Linked DNA regions of Mus musculus: region 2 is linked to region 1. A link is a contact called in public Hi-C data. All regions are on one chromosome and are shown on one strand. Each heading gives the region's core, a stretch centred on a gene start, on an enhancer-like site or on the middle of the called end of the contact. The rest is flanking DNA. Distances are from core to core; before and after follow the strand shown. Region 1 holds the start of Zkscan5 (zinc finger with KRAB and SCAN domains 5). Region 2 holds the start of Slc46a3 (solute carrier family 46, member 3).

Evidence for each region. A called contact is a pair of places that touch in the nucleus more often than the background predicts.
Region 2: a Hi-C map of B cells shows a contact between it and region 1, with 9 read pairs. The contact joins the promoter of Slc46a3 here to the promoter of Zkscan5 in region 1. A contact is called at or near these places in 2 of 39 promoter capture datasets (cranial neural crest and embryonic stem cells), 1 of 484 Hi-C or Micro-C datasets (B cells) and 1 of 9 other capture datasets (liver).

What each region holds. Positions count from the first base shown.
Region 1 is chr5:145,203,094-145,206,139 of GRCm38.p6, forward strand. Zkscan5 (zinc finger with KRAB and SCAN domains 5) reads left to right here and starts at 1,466. Exons shown (of 6, transcript NM_016683.2): 1 at 1,466-2,615. The coding sequence starts at 2,202. It also overlaps a transcript of Zkscan14 not described here.
Region 2 is chr5:147,893,369-147,896,414 of GRCm38.p6, forward strand. Slc46a3 (solute carrier family 46, member 3) reads right to left here and starts at 1,447. Exons shown (of 6, transcript NM_027872.4): 1 at 1,113-1,447; 2 at 465-677. The coding sequence starts at 653.

The sequences.
Region 1 (3,046 bases), core at 216-2,715:
TCAGTCGTGGATTTGAGAGATGCCCTTCCCTCCGCCCCCAGTGTTGTGACCTTAGTTCTGTAACTAGGTCTTCCACTGATGGCAGGGGTTGCAATTCCACGGTAGTCTGTTTTGGTGGGCCCCTGAAGTGTGACAACAGGTTCTCTGATACTACCAGTATTCGAAGGACTTGGAAAATGATGAAAACGCCTCAAGAGAGGGGTAGATAATTTAAAATGGGATTTACAATTTAGGGTAACAGGCTTTAAGCAAAACTTCTGTCTTCAAACTATTGTTTCTCCCCAGCCGCCTGGCTGCCATGCTCTGGGCGCATCTTTCAGCTTTTCAGCCGATACAGCAACAGGCGCTTTTTTCCCTCTGCTGCATTCGTTTTGTTTGTTTTGTTTTTCTCTTTTTTTCTTCCTTTTTCTCTCTCTTTCTTCCCTCTGCTGCATTCGTTTTGTCTCTTTCTTTCCCTTCCTTCCTTCCTTCCTTCCTTCCTTCCTTCCTTCCTTCCTCCCTTCCTTCCTTCCTTCCTTCCTTCCTTCCTTCCTTTCTTGACAGGGTTTCTCTGTGTAGCCCTGCCTGTCCTGGAACTCACTTTGTAGACCAGGCTGGCCTTGAACTCAGAAATCCACCTGCCTCTGCCTCCCAAGTGCTGGGATTAAAGGCGTGCGCCACCACCGCGCGGCTTGTTTTGTTTTTCAAAAGCTAGTCAAGTGCAGAAGCAATAGAAAAAAAATACGAACAATTAATTGATATAACTTTCGGACTAGACACCCTGATGCCCTTTAACATTAAAAAATTACCTAATGCCTGCGGGGAAGGGGCTTACATGGAGAGCTGTGGAAGTCAAAGGACAATTTTTGGATGTCTCAAGTCCAGGGATCAGCTCATGTCATCAGGCTTGGCAGTAAGAGCCTCTATCACGGAGCCAGTCAGGTCTGCCTCCCCGGCAGCATATTAATAAGCCCTGGAGACAGAGAGCCACAGCCATATTGGCTAGACTTCGCGCGCAGCTCCTTGGGAGATGTAGTCCCGAGAGCCTCAGCCACTCTAGGGCAATAAAGAATCTTTGCGTGTTTAGAAAAGTGGCCAGGATGGTGCAGACCTACTTCAATTCCAGAGTGCTGCGGTGGGTGGGTGGGTGAGGCTGTGCTCGACCAATCAGAGGAGAGAGAGGGTGGACCTATTTTGTTTGTTTGTTTTCCCCGACCGGCCCCCTAGATTCCTACCCTTGAGCTAAGCCCATGCTCTGGTTTTGGGGGTGGGAAATAGATTAGCTCTATTTTCCCCAGGCTCTTGTAGCCTCTTGCTTGAGGGTGACTGATTGGTCAGCTCCACAAGGGGGCGGGCTCAGGAGTAGCTCCTCCTTCCCGCTGTGCTGCTAGGACCTCCGGGATTCCTAGAGAGGCTGCGGAAGCGCTCTTGGGGGTGGGATTTATGGCTGAAGCTCGTACTTGGTTACTTCCGGCGATGAACTGTTGGAAAGTGTCGGACTTGCCTCTCTCTTGGCTTGTGAGAACTCCATCTTCCAAGCCTGGGCTGCGGGGAGTTTGATCTTTGGGTCCCCGGGACTTAAAGACTGGAGAGGAGCTGGTAGGACATTGTGTCCACACTGGAGTCCTGTCCCTAACCTTGACCCGGCTGGTCTCTGTCTCCAGGTCAGGAGCTATTACAAAGAATCCAGGTCCAAATTTTTTAGTATAACCGTACTTCTCATAGAACTAATGAAGTCTTTCGTTTATCTATCAAGCTCTTATGGCTTGAAAGCCAGAATGAGATATGACCATTTTAATGGGTTTCATTCCTATACTGACTTCAGTTTGGCTTATGATCGAGAGAAGAAACGACTCCGTCTGGAATAATTTTGTCCCGTTATTTATATGAGATATGGACTTTCTCATTTTTAAAACTGTTTTAAGTTGGGCCTGATGTCACTTTTTAATGGCCTTTTTTTTTTTTACGTTATTAAAATCTGGACGTAGTCGCTATTAGCTGTTTTATGGGAGAAGTGATGACTAACTTCTCTATATCTTAAAGTGAATGACTTTGTTGAGTGGTTTTTCTTTAGTCTAGATGACGTCGTTGCCACCTCTCTTAGCTAATAATAATTCCAGACATTCCAGTAAGGTTGTTCACTACAAAAAGTGCCCTTTAGAAGAGCAGAGAACAAATCGGGTTAGTGTAACGGGCTAGAGTCTAGAGACTCTTCAGTTGGAATGATAATGACAGAATCCAGGGCAGTTATACACTTAGAGCCTCCCGCTGAGACTTCGCAAGAGCAAGCAGACCTTCTCATAGTGAAAGTAGAAGAAGAGGACTGCTCCTGGATGCAGGGATACAACCGGCCAGTGCTTGAGACTTTTTACCAGCGCTTCAAGCACTTCCAGTACCATGAGGCAGCAGGACCCCGCGATGCTCTCAGCCAGCTCCGGGTTCTCTGTTGTGAGTGGCTGAGGCCGGAGCTGCACACCAAAGAGCAGATCCTGGAGCTGCTGGTGCTGGAGCAGTTCCTCACCATCCTGCCTGAAGAGTTTCAGGCCTGGGTGAGAGAGCATCACCCCGAGAGTGGGGAAGAAGCCGTGGCTGTGATAGAGAGTATCCAGAGAGAGCTGGAGGAGCGCAGACAACAGGTGCGTTGCAAGAGGAAACGGGGACAGTGAGGAAGGAGCTGCCATGCAGTCTTAGCCCTGTGGTGCTTCAGTCGTTCATATTCTGGCTTTGCTGTTGTTTTTGAGACAGCCCCACTATGTATCCTTGGGTGTTCTGGATTTCACTATGTAGACCAGAGATCTCTATGTAGACTCGAACTCACAGAGATCCACCTGTGTCTGCCCCGCCCCTCCAAATGCTAGGATGAAAGGCGTGTGCCACTGTACCCAACATGTAATGAGTTTTAAAGAATAATGTGTTTCTTCCTACTCCTGCCCTTCTTCTTTGAAAATTAAGCTCACGTTCCCTACTTGTGTTTCTTTTCTTTTTACCCTTTTATTCCATTTATGTGAGTACATCATAGCTGTCTCCAGACACACCAGAGGAGGGCATCAGATCCCATTACAGATGG
Region 2 (3,046 bases), core at 197-2,696, 2.7 Mb after region 1:
CTCGCCAGCCCAGATGTGGATGCAGGACTCAACTCCAGGGAGCCCAGTTTATCTTATCTAAGGCTGCCTCCAGACCTCAACAATTGCTGCCCCGCCCCCATGGGAGGCAGCTGACTCTGGTCAGTTTTTCTGGACTTTTGTTATTCAAGAGACCAAGGAAGAGTGGGTGAGATTGTAGTGAGATTTCCTAAGGATAAAAGAGTTGGTCCCACAAGGTGGGTGGGGATTGGGGACAGGAGTGGAGGTGCCTTAGAGAGTTAGAAAGAGCCAGATTAAAGGTGTCAAGAGGAACTATTAACCGAAATAGGAACAGAGAGAAGGTGGCTTAATTTCAGTGTGTGTGTGTGTGTGTGTGTGTGTGTGTGTGTGTGTGTGTGGTCACACCTTGGAGAGCCTCTTTGGTTTGGAACCTGTTTCCATTCCCTGTGACTCCAGGATGGGAGGTTTTAATTTTAATTTCTTACCTCCCGGAATGCAAAGATGGAGCTGCTTTTGTTTTGGTCACACTCAGAGCCATTGCTATTGGAAGCAAAGGTGTAGTTACCGGTTTCCTCCCAGATCCTCCGGTACACGTACTGCGCTGTCAGCGGGATGGTCAGAGTCATAGCAAACGCGTTCAGGAGAATGGCGGGCTCTATGAATGAAATCTTCATATTGCTCAAGTGGGCAGATCGAGTCTATTGCAGAGCGGGAAGCGGGAGGAGAGAAACGGGGCGAGTGTGGGGGGGGGGGATAGAAATCATCAGTTGATTTTTTATCCCAGAGGCTAAATTCTCAAAAGTGGGGAAGTTGGAACAATGTGTCATAAACAAACATTAGCAAGCAAAAAGAGTTCCAGATTTCTGAGAGAGTGCCCTTGCCGGGAGAGGGTACCCTAGTTCTCTCCGAGGAGCAGGGACTAAGTCAACCTCCGCCCCCGACTCCGCTTAGCTAATGCTCACAGTGCTGAGCAGAACAGCACCGGCCGGTTCCCATAAGGTAAACAATGAAGTTACCCGGGGACCCGGAGGTTATGTAATTACTATTATTTTGGCTGCAGGTTAAGGGCCTTGTAAAAAGCAGCTCCCGATCGGAAGGGGAGTTTAGTTTCTGTTTTCGTTTTTAAAACTCACCCCACGGTTACAGTTTTCCTGCTAGGCTAGGCACAGGTGGGACCGTAGTCGGGACTGTGTTCTCCGTTACCCAGTGCGGGGCGTAGCGCCCCCGGGTTTTCAGCACGGTTCGCCAGCTGGGAAGAGCCAAAGGAAGGGGCAGCGAGGTGGAGCTAGACCGCAACAGGGGGACGTCCCTTGGGACGGGACACTCGAGCCCTGTTAGAAGGCAAAGAGAAATAAGCGCACCTCCCGGACTCTGTTGGCCCTGGACTCAGTCCCCGCCGCTCCCCGCGCCGCCGCACTCTTGGTCTTTGGGCCCTAGTGGTGACTCGGCCGCCGAGCATCATCACTCTGCCAAGAGCTGGCAATCTTCGGCCGGAGCTGTCACCCGCTTCCCTAGCTCGCTTGTGATTGGGTATGGCGGCCGGCGCCCCCGTAGCGATTGGTCTAGCGCAGTGTCATTCTCTTGCACCCGCCCCCGAAGGTTCAGCGGCTGAATCTCCCCGAGTTGCTGGGCAAGTTGGGTGATCCCGGCAGCTCTGCGAAGGTTCTGCTAAGCGTATCTGGATAGGATTATTGGTTTTCGCTGAAGCGCCGTGGAGTCATAGGTATCTGGATCGAGAGTTCGAGACTAGCCCAACGATATAACAAGACTCCTGTCCAAAGCAGATAATGATAATAATAATAATGATAATAATGATGATAATAATAAGTGGTTGGAAACGTCATACGCTAGGGTTGCAGTTCACTGCAGCATTCCGGTGGACCCAGCAAGCGTCTGCACAAGCAATGTGAGAGAGAAGACACTGAAAGTTCATGAGAGGAGAAGAGTTCCGAGTAGGGGAGTTGTTGGCCTTGGGAAAATTTAAACGAAATATTCACTACATTTTACGTAGTCATTTATTTTATGTGTATGCCCACGCCGAGCAGAGGTCAGAAAATGGTGCTAGAATTTGTGTTACAGGCAGTTGTGAGCTGCCCTGAGAGCGTAGAAACGGAACCCAGAGCAGTAAGTGTTCTTCATTAGTGAGCTTCTCTCCAGCCACCCCTGCTGAGTTGCGGGGGAGGGGATTGTTAAATCTCTCTGAAAGTCGGCTCTTTCTCTGTTGAGAAGATGTAAGTAAGTCTCACAAAGCCATGGCAACACCCTAGACAGTAGGACCGCCGCTAATGGCCGCCAACGCGCACAGCTGGAGCACACCTGCAGCTGATAGGGGGTTACTTCCTGAGGAAGAGAAGCAAGCTGAGAGTTCTGTGATTTGGGGACCCGTCCAAAAAAGGAAGACCTTAGGCTGGAGTGGTTGCGTCAGGAAGTGGGGGACAATCCTGCAAATGCGCCTCTTACTCTTATCTAGAGATCAAGGTCAGATGTGGGCCAGAGCCTTATTGATAAAGGAGTAACACTCCAGACTATGGGCTATTTTTGCCCAGATGAGAGTACTGGTGCAATGCTCCTAACCACTGAACCACCCTCTCTCGAGGCAGATCTGGAACAGCTTCAGAGTGGGAAGGGCGGCTAAAGGAGCTGACTAGCAGAAAAGGATATTCTGTACTGGAGAGAAGGCGATCTGATGACTCTAGATAGCCACAGAGAGAATTGAGGAAGTAACTCTCAACATCGCACTCTTGACAGTTTCACAGCACTGTACAATCTTCATATGCCTAAAATAACAAACATTGCTGCTAGCTGATCTACAGAGTTTGATTGATTTCCAACCTCTTGTTGACAATTTTTCTTCTTCTTCTTCTTCTTCTTCTTCTTCTTCTTCTTCTTCTTCTTCTTTCTTTCTTTCTTTCTTTCTTTCTTTCTTTCTTCTTCTTCTTCTTCTTCTTCTTACTTCTTCTTCTTCTTCTTCTTCTTTCTTCTTCTTCTTCTTCCTCTTCCTCCTCCTCCTCTTCTTCCTCTTCTCCCCCTCCTCTTCCTCCTCCTCCTTCCCCCTCCTCCTCCTTCC